2 separate regions of the Anser cygnoides genome follow, and region 2 is linked to region 1. The links are chromatin contacts, called in public Hi-C maps. All regions are on one chromosome and are shown on one strand. Each heading gives the region's core, a stretch centred on a gene start, on an enhancer-like site or on the middle of the called end of the contact. The rest is flanking DNA. Distances are from core to core; before and after follow the strand shown.

What was found. A called contact is a pair of places that touch in the nucleus more often than the background predicts.
Region 2: a Hi-C map of fetal liver shows a contact between it and region 1, with 1.8 times the contacts expected there. The contact joins the enhancer-like site here to the promoter of LOC125185080 in region 1. A contact is called at or near these places in 5 of 7 Hi-C or Micro-C datasets (fetal liver, granulosa cells and liver).

What each region holds. Positions count from the first base shown.
Region 1 is chr11:11,108,911-11,116,875 of Taihu_goose_T2T_genome, forward strand. LOC125185080 (mitotic-spindle organizing protein 2B-like) reads right to left here and starts at 3,586. Exons shown (of 3, transcript XM_067003924.1): 1 at 3,405-3,586; 2 at 3,170-3,315. The coding sequence starts at 3,535.
Region 2 is chr11:11,206,080-11,214,044 of Taihu_goose_T2T_genome, forward strand. LOC106047451 (mucosa-associated lymphoid tissue lymphoma translocation protein 1-like) reads left to right here. Exons shown (of 15, transcript XM_048081428.2): 7 at 2,192-2,218; 8 at 3,038-3,241. Among named protein-coding and RNA genes, the nearest start is that of ALPK3, 15 kb to the left of the region's middle. Within about 2 kb of position 3,967, at least 1 of the 3 cell types and tissues checked has open chromatin away from gene starts, as enhancers often do. A contact at or near this core is called in fetal liver, where this site is marked.

The DNA of each region.
Region 1 (7,965 bases), core at 2,336-4,835:
AATAAAAAACACACCTGACACAACTGGGAAGACCAAACCTTCTGGCAAGCACAGCACTGCCCATCAGCATTGGGCCAGGGATGAATGTGTTGGGAGAGGAGGCCAAAGCTCTCCTCTAACACCAGTACTAAGCACCAGCTCAGTGAAAATCCAAGGCCAGCATTCTCTGCAGGTACCTGCGAGAACACTAAAACTGTGGCTTAATGGGGGTGATCCTCCTGTCTCAGTAAGCCACATACGATCCAGTGATCACAGTGCATTACGTAGCCCTGAAGACATGTGTTAGACTCATGAAATGAAGCAGAAATGTGAAATAAAGCACAAAAGCCCAAACTAACAATGTATTTACCATAAGCAACATAGAGCTAGGCTCATCTTTCTCTGATTTTCGCTACACTTCACCCTCAGTTCAGACAGCTCGTCACAATGTCCTCAAGGGTTTCAACGTGGTAATTTTAAAGAGAAACTACAGACATTAAGGACTGGCAGCACCAGGGGCCTGAGACAGTAAGAATGCAGTCAGGCTTGGGCATGTCTTGGACCAGGAGATGCTCTGCTTAAAGATGCAGAACGAACATCTTGGACTGATAACGGGAAAACTGATTTAAGACCCCAAGACGGATGTTAAGTCCTAGAAACTCAGGCTCTTTAATGTATTTGCACTACCTCTAGCTGTAGAAGGCAACTACTGAGGGCAGATCAACTCTGCCATAGGGTTTCTGACTTCCTCTTGAGGAATTTAATGCTCATTAACAGAGGAGTCACCATCTAACCATTTCAAACTGGAGCTGGCCTACAACTAGCTAGAAGTAGCTCATGGCAGTGGCCCAGTATTAGAAGAAGCTGTTTTTTTGTTTGTTTGTTTTTTTACACGAAGTACTACGTACTAAAGTACTAAACAGCATTATGAGAGAAGAAAAGCTACTCCATATTAACAGACAAACAGGAACAAACATCACCCAAAGTTCCTTCATAGTTTGCAGGGCCCGTCACACCTGAAGCACCAAACTAGAACAAGAGAGCAGGATTTAAAGCATCTTTTGTTCGGAATTGCTACTCTCTTATTTTGAGACATTTCCTCTCAACGTGGCAAGGAACAGCAATCTGCTGCTTTCTTAAAATATCCAAGTGCTGTGCCCCTCTCACTTTGCTCCAGAAAAATAGCCAGGTGTCTTCTTTTTCCTCTGTGCATCTTTAAAAATCTCATACGCAAGTCTGTTCTCTTTACCACTCACATCCTCTCACCAGGAAACTTTTAATCAAGAACACCTCTTTCAGCAAGAAAGAGGAACCATCAGGTCCTGGGAGTCCAGGACACCTTATCTGCACACCCAAATTCCAGTTAAGGCTTTAGTAAACTTCCTCAGCATCCATGCTACCCCCAGCTGCTCAATGAGGCGAACTGCACCCATTTACCATGTGGAAATACACACTAGAAGTAGCACGCTCTGCTACTGTGAAGGTGCATAATCAGTCTTACCCTGAAACAGACTGCTTGAAGATATTCAAGTGAATCTTGCCTTTCAGATCTGCTCTCTGTAGGACGCGCCATCAGGTACACAGGCCTGCAAGCACAGCCAGCTGCCGTACAGAATAAGCACTCCCTATCACCAACGCAGTCTCGGCAGTGAGACTAGACTAAGCTGCAGTACGATATCATGACAGGAGAACCTTACTTGCCCTCAGCCTTACTTGTTACCTACACTGACAGCCAAGGTTTTCTTTTTTCCATCGTTCTGTGTTCCCAACACAGTGGCTGCTGGCAAAAGTTTTCTTTTTCAGTTTTACTACAGAATTCTTCACGGGTCAACAAATACTCATCAGCTACAGTGAAGTTTTCGCCCTGGAACACTGAGAAGAAGGGAGAACAGAACACAACAATAAAATTCAGCTTGACCTCATCCATCTCTACACTCCCACTGAGCAACCATCAAACCCCCATGCAATCCTGAGGTGTGAAGCAAACCTATCTTTCAGCGTAGTTTTGTTCTTGGCAACTGCGCAAATCATCCATGAAACCACGCTGTTTTGGCCATTACCCCTTTTTACTACGTTACTAACCTCAGAAGAAGTGAGAGCTCTCCTGCGCACTGAATTTAAGCTTAGTGACAGCAGACATTTTAGTTAAGCCTTTCGAACCTTTTACAAGTAACCCACAGATGTGTCACACTACCAGCCAAAAGCCACTTCAGAAAGTAGAGGGAATAAAGTTTTATTAGAATTGGCTTGGAAAAAATATGGCACAGCTTCAGGGCTACATTTGTTACTGACCTCTGAGGTCAGAGCAGTAAGAATAATTATATTCCAAAGCAGTCACTGCTATAGTTGACAGCTCCACCCAGCCTCCCCTTTCCATTTCACATTCCCACGAAAAAAAACATTCATTCGGGCACAGGAACCCGACGGGTGAGCAGCACAAGCTGCTGTGCTACCACACGTGGATGGAGCAGATGAAGCACCACAGCTCCTGTTTTCAGTGATTCCTAGCATACCAGAAACTCGTGTTTCTGAGAGCTAAATACAAAATCGAAACAGCGTTATGCAGCATTACATATTCGGGGGGTTAGGCTGCTTGGAAGCCTCAGAGGAGCGAGGCAGGCCGCCAGCCTACGCAGGTAGGAAACCCAGCGCGAGTCACCTCAGCGACCCCTTCCTTTTCCTGACACCCCGCGCCGCTCCCGCTCCTCGCGAGCTGCTCCCTCCGCGGAGGGAGCGAAGCACGGGTAAAACACCGGGCTGCGACAGCGCCCGCGGGGCTCCGCTCGGGCCGGGAGGCGCGGCCGGGCCCCGCCGCCTCACACGGAGCGGGCGCCGCGGGCCTCCCGCGGAGGAGGCGGCCCCCGGGGCCCGGCCGCGCCGCCGGGCCGCGCCGCCAGCAGCCGCAGGCCCTGCCGCCCGGCCCTCACCCCGCGCCCCGGGGCCGCCGGCGGCCCGATCGGGCGAGCCCCCGGCGCCGAGCCCGCGGCGCGGCCGGCGGGCGGCGCGGAGACGCAGCGGGGCAGCGGGCGGCAGCAGGCGGCGGGCGGGCGGACGCCGGCGGGCCGCGGAAGCCGCAGGGCGGAGGCGAAGGCGAGCGGCTCCTCCAGGGGCTCTGGGCGGGAGAGACACAGAGAGGTCAGGGCCCGCCGCCGCCCCCCGCCCGGCCCCCGCCCGCCTGCCCGCCGCCTACCTCGGCCGTCGGCGGGGAGCGGCGCCGGCGCGGCGGGGGCTCCGCTCTCGGTGCCCGCCGGCAGCCGCTGCCCGGCGCACATGGACTTGAGCACCTGGAAGACGGCGAGCGGCGCCACGTTCATGCGCAGCAGGTCCAGCAGCACCCTGCGGGGCGGCCGTCAGCGGGGGGCTCCGGGGAGGCTCCGGGGGAGGGGAGCTCCGCCGCGCCCCGCGCCGCCCGCCCCGCCGCTCACTTGAACACCTCCGGGTCCAGCCCGCTGCCCGCCGCCTGCGCCAGCTCGAACAGCTCCGCCTCCTCCGCGCTCAGCACCTTCCGCCGCGGCCGCGCCGCCGCCGCCACCTTGCCCAGCGTCACTCCCGACATGGCGGCCCCGTGCCGCCGCCTCGCCGCGCCCCTCCCGGCCCGGCACCGCCCCGCGGCCCCGCCGCCCGCGGCCGGCAGGGGGCAGCCGCGCCTCAGCCCCCGGCCCCGCGGCGGCCTCCCCGGCGGCGGAGGCTCGGCGGGGTTCTCTGGGCCCCCGGTTCCCCTCGTCCCCCCTGTGGTGAAGAGCTGGAGGGCTTTGGTGGGCCGTGGCCTCGCGGCGGCGGTCACGAGTGCGAGCCCTGTGAGGTGCCCACCTGCGGGCACGCGCCCGAGGGAGGCAGCCCCCTGGGACGCCCCCGTGGCCGAATTTCTTGCCGTGTTTCTTTTCTTGAGCCACCTGGATCCTGCGCTGTGGGGGCCGGCGCGGGGTGCTGGTTTTACTCCCCTCACCCCGGACAAGGGCTGCGGGGGGCAGGCCTATGGGTGAAGGGAGCGCTTTGGGCCCCAGGCAGGGCAGCAGACCGGGGTGTGTGGAAGGAGCCGTGCAGCCACGTGTGCCAGCTGCCCCAGGGGCCTGAATATCGATAACTGGCCGCATTCACACACCTGGCTGTCCACCTTTGCAGGGCTCCAGTGCCTCTAACGTGCTTCAGTTCCCAAGCCAGCAGGGAGCATCTGGCTTCGTGTGAGGAAGCAAATTGGAAATTTGGGTCTTGAGTTGCGAGGAGACGTCAAGCTGAGATTGAAATTCTTCTATCTAAATGGAAATCAGCATCGCCTCCACCATCAGGGGAGATCGCCTACCCCGCTCCCCCCACCTCCGTGCAGGCGGAGACCGCAGACAGACCAGCTGCACGGATGAACGGATGGCAGAGCTGGAGCGAGGGCACGATGCAGGGATGTCACCCCCAGGCACCACCGCAGGAGACCCCAGCCCATCCCTGCAGTAAGCCACAGGCGATGTACGCTGCTGCTTCGCACCCCAAGAAAGCTGCAACTGTGCAAAAATCAGCACCCGCCACAGGGTGACCTGACCGTGTGTCCTTACGGGCGTTCAGCCTCAGTAACAGACAGGTATTTACTGTAGCTGCCAAGACAGGAACAAGACGTATGATGATAAAAAAAGGACCTTGCTGCTAATGGCCCTGAGCGGGACCAGCCCAGCGGGGACAATTATCACAGCACTGATAACGGGAGCAGCAGCTGCCAGTGTGAATTACCATGCTGTCTGTGGACCAGCAGCGCCACAGCTGCAAAGCATGAGGTAGCCCTGAACGATGGACTTCTGGAAGGGCCTTCAGCTGAGTGGGGCAGTTTGGGGTCTGTGTTGGTGAGAAGACTGGGTGACGTCCTCGTGCTTACTCTCCTGCTTGCTCAGGTATATGATGTGCAGGAAGCACTGTGGGAATGGCTGGAAGTCAAATGCAAGGGCAAGAGCCCTCACTGTGTAGGTGATGCACTCCCCAGCCCTTCCTGATCCCACCTGGACTACTTCCAATGTGGCATCTGAGTGCTCAGCTACAAGTCACAGCAGAACAGGGCAGGATGCTTTTTAGCTCAACCCTCTGGAAAAAAAAAAATACCAGAAAACACCTTCCCTGCAACAAATTGGAGCTGAAAGCTCTCCCTGCATGCTCTGGCTGCCAGTACCACAGCCAGGGGTGAAAACCTTCCCAGGGCAAGTGATGGGAGATCCTGCCTCTCCCATGTTTCCCTCATGGGCTGTCGTAGGTCGTAGCTGTGGGTCACAACTTCCTCACTTTCCTTGGTGTAAGCCTGGATAGGCATGTTCTGCAATTTTTTTTTTGAGTGACAGCAGTCTCCTCTGGGCTGTTGGACATGTCGCATGGTCTCCTCTGCTCTCTGAAGCACTTCTGGTGTCTCTGATAGGACAGTTTTCCCCTTTGCTCTACCAAGCCAACAGGTCTGTAGAGGAAGTCATTGGCAGCCCACAAACATCCTCTGGAAAGCCTTCAGTTCCTGGAGCTGCAATCTGAGTGGCACCTGAAGCTCTGGTCAAATGACGCCTGCTGGACATTTGCCCCCCAGAGACACCCTCCACTACCTCTGGCAGGACTTTTAACACCCTTGCAGCCCATGGTTTCCAGAGCAGGCCATCAGCCAGGGCAGCCAAGGGTGGTGGTGCAAGGCTGCATCTCAGCCCTTGTAAGACACAGTTATGAGAGGGGCAGGGCAGATGGTCATGGGCAGAGACGTCTCAGACAGCCCATGTGTGGAAGGAAAAGGGAATTGCGTGCAGCACAGAGCCCCCAAGACTTTACCATAAATTGCTAGCTGGAAGTGGGGGGGGTGCTCAGATGTCAGGACACGGTGATAGTGCTTGCACACACAGAGAAAGTAGCACTGCACTGCGCCTGCACAGGGATTGCACAGCACATGCATGGGAAACCAGGACCCGTCACTAACACACGTGATAAATTTGGATGTCGTGAACACATGGAGGCCACACTACACCACATGGAGTGGCTTCCCATCGCACGCGCTGTAAATCTGAGACTGCCCTGTGCACAAGTGGCAAATCAGGCAGACTGTTCCCCTTGGAGAGAGGCAGTGGCATGTAAGAGCAGCACGTCAAGGTACTCTGCATGAGGCAAAGAGGTGGAAGACCCTGCCCCGTAAATCAGCACATACTATATGCATGGTCAGAGAGCGCGCGCTGAGCACAGGCACTAGAACCAGACATGCTGTGAATGTGCAGAGAGGTAGCCCTTAATGCGTGCAGTAAATCAGGACATGCTGTGCATGCGCAGAGAAGCCATAATGCTGCATATGGGCAGTAAATCACAGTGCACTGTACCCGCACAGCAAGCCCACCCCGAACATGAACAGTGAGAGAGGACACGCATGTGCAGAGCCATCGGTCCCACACAGACACAAATCAGGACTTGCTGTGCGCTGCCATTTAACAGAGAAAAAATCAGTATGCATAAATTTATCCTGGAAATGAAAGACTTGTAGCTGTGCAGGTCATCAGGCTGAACAAGATGTGATGGAGAGAGTGCCTGAGGCACAACCACCAGATGAGGACACACTTCAAATGCATGAGATGAGGCTCAACCAGGAGGTGCTGTGTGAGAGCAAGGAGGAAAGGAGCAAGGTCATCTCACTGTGAAAGAAGGATCAGATTTAGGATTACCTGGATAGAGCTCAAATAGCAAAGAAATTGAGCTAATGTGCCTCCCACATCCAGAATAGGGAAAAGGGAGACTAAAACATATATAGGCTTTCGTAACCTTGTGAGGCTCTGACCCATGTTTTGAAGGAAATCCTTCAAGATAGGAAGGCAAATGGAAACAGAATTTCTCACAGATACATTGCGTCAGTTTAATATAATGATTTTTCTTTCATAATTGACTTCTTAGACAAGAAGATGCAGCATGTTTAGGCTGGTTGGAGTTAAGGAAAGTTTGATTTGCCACTCAGTAGGAACCAGTTTCCAGTGATGGAAGTGATGGTTATGGTTACAGCAGAGGAACCAGCTAATTAAATAAATGATGGGTTGTATTAACAGTAGTGTCTCCGAGCAGAGATATTTCTAGCACTTCTTCTCCACCCCCCGTCTCAGAGCGACCCCACTAATACGAACAGCAAACAGTTCAGGGGTGAGTGAGGGTGAGTTTTCGGGAGGGACACAGCTGCATCAGTAGCAAGGCACTGGGAAGAACTCACCTAAAAGATCTGCCCAAGCATGCTGTTTGGAGACATCCCTCCAAAATTGTGCAAGGAAAAGGGCGGAACTCATCACAAGCGGAGACTGAAAATGAGGTGGAGGCATCCAAGCACAGATATTTTTCAACAGTTTTTAAACAGCACCAGGAGCAAGTAGCTGCTTTGAGATGATGCTGGGGAAGTTCACCAAAAGGACCGAGCAAGGGTGGTCTCTGAATTGTGAGCTGAAACTTGCCCCTTGTGTCAAATAAGTTGGTCTCCACAAGATTTGAAAGGAGGCATTCAGCTGGGCCATGTGCGTGCCATATGCATGTGTGTGCTACGTATGTGCTACACCGCACGTTTTGCTGGTAGCCTGCAGGGATCGGGAACAATTTTCTCCACTTTGCTATAAACTTTGGCAGCGGAGCTTCGGGGTTATTTGATCCTCCTCCTGCAGCACTGGAGACTGCTGTGGCTGGAAACAGAATACCGGGCACTGTTTTCAGAGACATTCAAGTGATGCAGGCGTTGCTGGGAGGGCTGGGGTTTAAACTAATCACTAGACTTGGGTTTAAAGGGGCTTTTCCAGGCCAGGGGAGCCGGGAGGGGGGATGGATGATGGACAACTCCCTACACCCATCTAAGGGTTTTACCCAGCCCTGCAAGGGCCGGTTATTGGTGAGGCGTTCAGGAGCCCTGATGGCTCATGCTGGGAAGGGTGATGAAACCCAGGCAAGGCTTGGTGCTAACCAGTGTGCTTCGTTCCCAGCAGGTGGGAGATGTTAGGGGTTGTAATGGAGTTTCAGCAAACACACTCC
Region 2 (7,965 bases), core at 2,717-5,216, 98 kb after region 1:
AGTGCTCTTGTCTGGAAATGCCAGGCCGGTGGACAAGGAGGCCAGTGCCAGGGTGTTACCCTGGGGCTCACTTTGTGCAGGGGAAGCTGGGCTGAGGGGTGTGGGATTAGGAGAAGTAGGGTGCATGGCTTTGCCACTCACACCTTTCTCCAGCTTGAACGGACTTTTAGTAACACAAAAAAATACCATTGGTTTTAAATAACACTGATGTGGGGAGCTGAACATAAGACACTTCAGAGTGGAGAGGCAGCGTGGGGCTCTGCAGAAACACGGGAGTGTCCTGGCAGTCCTGTGGCAGCTGTCACGGGAGCAGCCTGCAGAGCACAGTTTCACACCCTGGATATACTGGGTGATCTCAGCAGAGCTGCGTAAACCCTACTGAGCTGGGAATGCAGGCATCGGCCTGCCCCATGATAAATGGGATTACTTGATAACGGGGTTCAGATTTGGCGAGGGAAGTGGCAACTGTAAAAGAAAAAAAGCAGCATTCTGTCTGCCTGGCTGTACTGTGGCTTGGGACGCTGCTGGGTCCTGCAGATGGTAGGAAAACAGCCACATTAGGCTGCACTCTCAGATGCTCACTGCAGTTTTTCTTGCCCTGCCGAGGTGCGGGTTTAGTAGATCTCTCAACAAATTGCAATGGAGTCCTTCGTTAAAACTAATGCACAGCCTTGCCAAGACAAAGTGATGTGCTCAGACACATGGAGCTGGAGAGGATGGTGTTTATTTCAGGAAGGTTCAGGCCCATCAGGCTGGCAGCCTGGGGCTGATGCAGCGCGTGCTGTGTGACCTGATGGATCCTGGGGAGAAGATGGATCCCCGGAGCCTCGGGCATGCTCCACCTCCAGTGTGATGGCTGCTTTGGCCATCTGCCTTTGCAGTGAGTCAGGAATAGCTTTGTGGGCTCTTTACTCCATCTAGAGATTTTTCTATGCTATAAACTTCTCATCTGGCCTTACAGTCTGTCTTTAAAACCTCTCCAGGGAGCAAACTGGTCCTGTATAATCAGAGAGTGTTGTGTACTCTCCCTGCCTTCTTGCGTCTGGCAAAACAGCACCCAGGAGTAACACTCAGCATGAAAGGGACATCAGACTGGGTTGGGTTCAAAATGCTATGCCTGAGTAGCTTTAAAATGCAACAGGTGGCTCTGTCAGAGGCAGAAAAGGACAAATAAGCTTGTTCTGATAGATTTCCCTGGAGCATTACCAGCACCGTCATCACTGTGTGTTCAGGTCTTCCAGACTCAGAAGATTTATGCAATTAAAAATATGCTCTTTCTTCATTTAGAGCCTGTAGGGTTTCAGGCTTTTCTCCTGTGCTGGATTTTTTTTTTTAATAGGGAAATCTGGAGCTGTCAGGGTAACGATGGTTTTCAGAGACTGCATGCTGGGAGCATTGAGGGGTGGGATTCCTGCATGGATGCCCCACAGGCACACCAGCACCCACAAAGCGCAGTGCTTGGACAGGGGAGCTGATGAAGCTCATGAAAGTGAGTCACATTTTGGGGTGGCCTTCCTGAGCTGGAACTGCTGAAAGGCAGGAAAAGACAAACCAGGGTGTTGAAGGTGCTGGGAATATTATCACCACCAAGAGCAAACAGCCAGCTTCCTTCCCGCTTGTGGGGAGCAGCTCTCACTTCTGAAGCTTATGTTGACTGAGTTTCTTCCTGGAGTCATCCTGTTTCCTTTGCTTTCGCTGCAGCGAAGGAGCAGCACCGGCATCTTGGGAAGCACAGCAGTCCAGGCAGGGCTGATCCAAGCAGCACAGATGTCCTGATAGGCACCAGCTCCTCCACGGTGGCTCTCCTGCCTGCCCCTTCTCTCAGCTTTGCTTCCTGGCTACTCACACACAGGCACCCTCCTTCCCTGCATGCCCTACCTTTCAACTCTAACCACTTGCTGTTCCTGTTTGCTGCTGACACGGGGTTTCAGGTACCTCCCAAAGGCCAGCTCAGGCAGGCTCCTGAAATCAGCAGACAAGTGTCTTTAAGGTTACCAAGCAGGCAGTGAAAAACTTGCCCAAGGAGCAGCCTGTTTTACTTCTACAGATGCGGATGAGATGCAGATGCACCGCATGATCCAGCTTTGCATTGCCAGGGGCCATGGGAACAGGTTTCAGACCTGTTGTAGGGGCTGGCACTGGGATGCTGAGTGCTGAGCACTGGCTTATTGTTCCCCTCTTTCTTTTCCAGGTTCCTGTCGTTCAGAGAAGTTTTTTGGTGAGTACTGTCATCATTTCTTCCTAAGCAATTATTCCCTGAATTAAAAGGCAAGCTCCAGGGTGCATGGGAGGGCAGGGCATAGGGGTGCTTTTCTTGCAGAGGCCATTTCAAGCCTTTATGGCCACTTTGTCACAGGCTCCACTGGCTCTGTGCTTTCTGGATCAGAGCTGTGAGGCACAGGATGAGAGTCTTTTTCCCTGCCAAGACCTGATCAGTCTCAGCCAGTGGAGTAAGATTATTCCTAATGAGTAACCCAATCTCAACCTCTGCACTTGCCAAATGACTTTATGAAGTCTGGGTCACACAACGCCTTTTCCCTTCTTTTAAATACCTCCTTGGACCAGAGCAAAGCTCCTTCTCCCACAGCTGCTGAAAGCCAATCTGATTTTCCTACAGGGGAAGCTGGGGGCTGAAGTGAAAGCAAGAGGCTTGGCTTTCCCTCCTTCAGCCCTGTGGGGGGAAAGGACCTCTGGCTCAGAGCTTCCCCCTCCCAGGGGCCGCCAGCATGCGTAACAGTCACAGTAGGGCTGGTGCCAAATAGCCTCAGTAGTGCAGATCCTCCTCCACTCCTGCGGTTTTGCTTTCCACATGGAAACTTCTCAGGTCTTTCTTTCAAAATGATGCCTTGCATGTTTTGTCAAAGCGTTCAGAAAGCTGAGTGCTTTCTGGAGGGCATTCCAGGCTCGTGACAGGGTAAGGTCTAACCTTCCTGCCTAAAACTGAGAAAAATTTCCCCTGTCCTCACACCAACCGAAGGAAGTGAGACCTTGCCACTTGCTGTGTGCTTACAGCTTTTTCACTTGGTGTTTCTGTTAGCTACAGGCAAGATAGCACTTTTAGTGGGCAACAACCGCTACCAGCATCATCCAAACCTGATGGCTCCCGTCACAGACGTGTTTGAGCTGAGTGTTCTTCTGAAGCAGCTGGGCTTCCAAGTTGTCTCTCTTCTGGACCTGAACAAGGCTGAGATGGTGACAGCAGTCAGTCGGTTCCTGCAGCTCCTGGGAAAAGGAGTCTATGGTAAGGCATCCGTTTATGTACATGTAGCAGTGGTTGATACAAGGGAGGAGCAAAAAAAATAAAAAAATAAAAAAAATTACCTTTTCAGGTAAACGTTTTGTCTAGGTTACAGGCAAGCAGAACAGGTTTTTCACTGTCACATGGCTACCCTTTGGCTCAATTAGCATGGGTTTCTGCTGATGTTTTGGGGAGTCAGTGCTTCCAATTGTGAATGGGAGAGGGTGTTTTAAAATTCAGGAGGTTGTTGATTGCCCCACCTGGTCCTTTGCCAGGACAGGAGCTCCTGTTGATCTGTCATGGCTACAGCTGGCCACAATTTGCTTGTTTCTCATTCCTCGTGGTCCAGTTTGAGCCTCTGACAGCCTTTTTGCAGAAGCACATATTCCCAGCTGCAGATGGCTTTGGGGCTGGGCTTCAATGGGAAGTGTTCCTTAAACATAAAACCAAAGAGCAGATCTTGTGGGTCTTAAAGCAGGTGTTCAGATTTTGGTGGTGAAAGTAGCTTCCTTTAGGTTTCTAAGGGTCTTCCAGCCTGATGGATACCCTCAAAACACCTGGCAGATGTTTTTTTTTTTTTTCTTTGAAACCTCAGCATGAGGCACAGCCTGCTTTGGAAAGTGCTTATCGTCACCACCCTCTCAGCTGCATGGTGAACCAGGGTATTGAGACAGCAAAAGTCAACACAGGCCAACTCCAGCACTCGGTGTGAGGTTGGGAGGTTGTGCAATGGACAGGGACAAGGCCACAGATGGAAACATTGCAAAGCTACCTTGTTCCGGGAGGCACTGACTCACTCAGGGAGGCTGAGCTGGCAGGGAAAGGCATCATGCAGTTCTTGCTGCTCCAGCCGTGTGTCATCTGATGACAGCGTATTCCTATGACTTCACCTGCAGCTTCCTTTTGTGATTGCTGTCTGAAATCCCCTTGCATCTGAGGCTTTGCCTCTCCTGGGCCAGTGTCCTCCCTGGGGAGGTGCTGTGCTTTTTCCACGTCTGTGTAAGGCACTGCCATTCCTACCTGCTATCTGTAGCACACAAGGACCAAACGGCATTTTTTTCCATGACAATTCCCCTGTTTTCGTAAGCAATGGAGAAGAAAAAGATTTGGAAATGGCAAACCTTTCATGCTGTCATGCCTTATTTAAACTTCCAGTGCTTTTCTGCATTTGTGGCCATTGATCCTTCCTGGCAAAATTGATTTTGTGCACTGGCAAGGAAAACATTAACAGCTGAGTTACTGAACCTTGATAATCCTCAAGTGTTTGCTAGGCATAGCCTGCTTCAAATAGTAGTTTTCTTTACAGCTTTCTAAGCTGAGTGGTCTGCTATTATTCTGAGGCAGTGAACCTTGGCACAGGCTGGTCCCAGCCCTGTATTTGAGTGGAAGACTCTTGCAGTAGTTGGGTGGCATCCAGGCTTAGGGTGGGGTGTTGGGTCAGTCTGCCTGCTGATTGCCCCAGGGCTTCTCCACCTGAACTGTGCTGCATCTCGCTGTGATGCATCTTCCAGTAGTTTTTCAGCTGTTTTCTTGCATGAGATTAAAAAAACAGGTGAAGCACAAATCCTTTAAATTAACTTGTCTTGTTAATGCATATTTACAAGGAAGCCAACAACTCCTCCTAAACCCTATATGCCCATTTTTCAAGGCACTAGCTCCAGGATAAACACCTAGAACTGATTGAGAAGTTCAGGTTTCATGCAACTTGTACGTGCTGGATGATGGTAGTGAGGCTGCAGTTCCAGTCACAATCTAGGTAGCCTGTTAAAACTTCAAAGATCCCAGGGGTGCCCACGTGGGAACCGGTCCTGTACATCCACGTGGGTGTGCTGGACGTGCACCTGCACAGAGACATCTCAGTGCCTCCACCTGTGGGTGTTTTCTTTTTTGGAGACTCCCAAGCATGGAGCCCCCCACTTCTCCACATTCCCTTTTCAGGGCAGACTTCCTCCTGGGAAGTCTTTCCTGACCCTCTGGAGCTGAGGTTGCCCTGTGTTGTATGGCCTGTGCCGATGAGGAGAGCTGGGCTTTGCTGTCTCTTTAATTGCTCCTACAGCAGTTGCAGGCTCTTGTTAGACCCTCCCTTCACCTCCACGTCACCATCCCACCCCATCTCTCCCTGCTTTCTTCCCAGGCCCTGGACCCCAGCATCTCAGTAGCTCCCACTGTCCTTTTTCTAGCTTCTCCACCTTCTTCTTGAACTGAAGTCCCTAAAACTGGACACAGGACCTAAGTGGGGTCTCCTTAGGGCCAAGGAGAGTGCCAAGAACTTCCCTTGCCCTGCTGGTCCTGCATGTCCTAACATAGCTCTGTTCCCAGGTGCTGGCTCATCTTTAGCAGGGTGTCTGCTGTGACCCCAGGTCCTTATCTCCAGCATCGCTGTTCGATCAGCGCTCAGCCCCGGACAAAGCACTGCCTGGGGTTACCTGGACTTTGCTGGACTTTGTACTCTTATGTTATTGAGCCTCATCCGAGATTTCTCCATCGCAGAACAAAACCAGGCTTCGTTGTTATGCACAGAGGTATCGTATGTCTGGATGTTGGAGGTGATTCAAAGGCTTCTCTAATTCACTACATGGAGGTGGTGGCTCATCTGGCTGCTTTTCCTCCAGACCTCCTCTTAGAAATGATGATTTTGAAGGCCCCAGACATCCCCTGAATAGTCTAATTATATAGTCCTCAGATAAACAAGGAATCTCCCTAGTGGTTATTTCAAGCGTCCTAAAAAGTCCTGAGTCAAAAAAATGATGTCGGAAATGCAATAAGAGCAGAAAGTTACAAGTGAAATACTAGGAATAAGCTGTCATGCGTTAATTAAGCAGCATGCTGACATTTCCTGTATTATAAGCGGTGCCTGGAGCTTCCCCTTTTTAATTTGGTACTCGGAAGCTTGTCTCTGATCAGCAGTTTTGACTCACAAGATGTGGGAAGAGCACTGAAATGTGTCTCGGGGAAAACAAAACAAAACAAAAAAACAAACAAATGAAAAAATACCTTTTCCCCCTCTAGGCAAAATGTTGATGTTCCTGTTCAGGAAGAGAGATTAAGTCTAGGAAAGATTTGCAGCAAGGTTGTTCAGCTGATATAAAGAACCTGTCTTTCTGTTTGAACTTAAGTCTTTGTGGTTTATGTAGCACAGGGAGCGTTCAACAGTGTATTCAGGGTGCAAAATAGGACCCCCAAAGTTAGGGGATTTAATGATTTAATGATCCCTTATGGGCTTTTCTGTAATATTTCAGGTTTTTCCAAGTGTCAGTGACACTGTCAGGTAAAGGATGTCATCACCTCCATTTTATGTACAGAAATGGAGGCAGACAGACAAAAGCCAGAAGTGCTTGACTACTTTAGAGTCCAAGCCTGAAATGCCTGCATCTGATTTTTCCAGAATGCTTCCCATTTTATACTCTTTTTTGGAGTAGGCTTCTGTGGCTTTGATTTGTGAGTTATGAAAGTTTTAAACTTCTGCAAGTCAGAGCCCTCTGTCTCTGGCTGGCAATCCATAAGAAGAGGAACCCAAACCTTGTGGGCACCTGTGAAAACATCTATTTGAGTAACTTTCCATTGTACTCTGAGAATGGAAACCCCTGATGACTTTAGGCCTCCATACGATGAGATCATGCTTTCAGTCCTTCAGCTCCTGCCCCACTCATTGCATCCCTTCCAGCATCAGAGATCAAAGTGAATTTCCTGCAGACTACAGGGGCAGGAAGAGGGGAAGGAAAATAGAGGAGAGGTTACTTAATGAAGCGTGGGCTTTGGCAGGGAGTCTGACTTACGAATTTCTCTTACTTTTGCCTCTTAGCTGCTTGTTCCCGTTTCTGACCTCTCATTCTTCACTGTCCTTCAATTGCGGTAGTGCAACTGTTTGCGTCACCTCATGGAGCTATTTTTAGCAGATTTCAGTTCCCCAAGTTGCCTTTCGACAGCATCCCACAAGCAGTTTTATCAGTGCTGGGAAGGGGTAGACAGCCACTGCGCAGCTTCCTTTTGGGAAGCTACAGCCCACCTGGGGGCCCCTGGGCAGAAGGAGAGCTCATCCCTGAGCACGTGTGCAGGGGCTGGAGAAGCACCAGCTTTGGCTGTGTCACCTTCCTCAGTGCTGGCTTTCCAAGCTGGATGTTCCCGTGTTGCTGTCTCTTGTAAAGGTAGAAACCATTGTTATGTTTCATATGCTCAAGAGTAAAACTCAAAACCGAAATTCACATTGGATGTTGGACTTCCCACCAATGTCTGGATGAGTCCTGACTCCTCTCCCACCTTACAGGGCTGGTATCTGGTTTGAGATTGTTGAAGCACATGGTTCACATGATCTGGACATCTGGAGAACTCATCTCTCTCTGTCTTTCTGAATCTCATTTTTCACTGGCTCATAGTTGTATAAATACAGGCAGACTTTTGAAACCACAGGAATGTTTCCCGTCACCTAAGCTGTTGATTGTCTCTCCTCCAAAACTAGGAAGCTGAGGTGTTTCTTATTTAAAAGGTTGTTAATGTGTTGTAGCACAAATGATTACAGTTTAGCTAATGTATACCCGGTGACTTTGGTGTCTCCTGAAGAACTGCTGGAAACCACAAGTACAGGAGAGCTTCTTGGGGCTACTGTCAGCTCTGCTGAAGGGAATGGATTTGAAAAAAGTTGAGACTGTGAGGTCAACATGGCTTAAGTTTTCCATTTGTAAGTGCTACTGGTGTAAGTCTGTCCCACGCCAGTATCCCTTCAGCGCAGG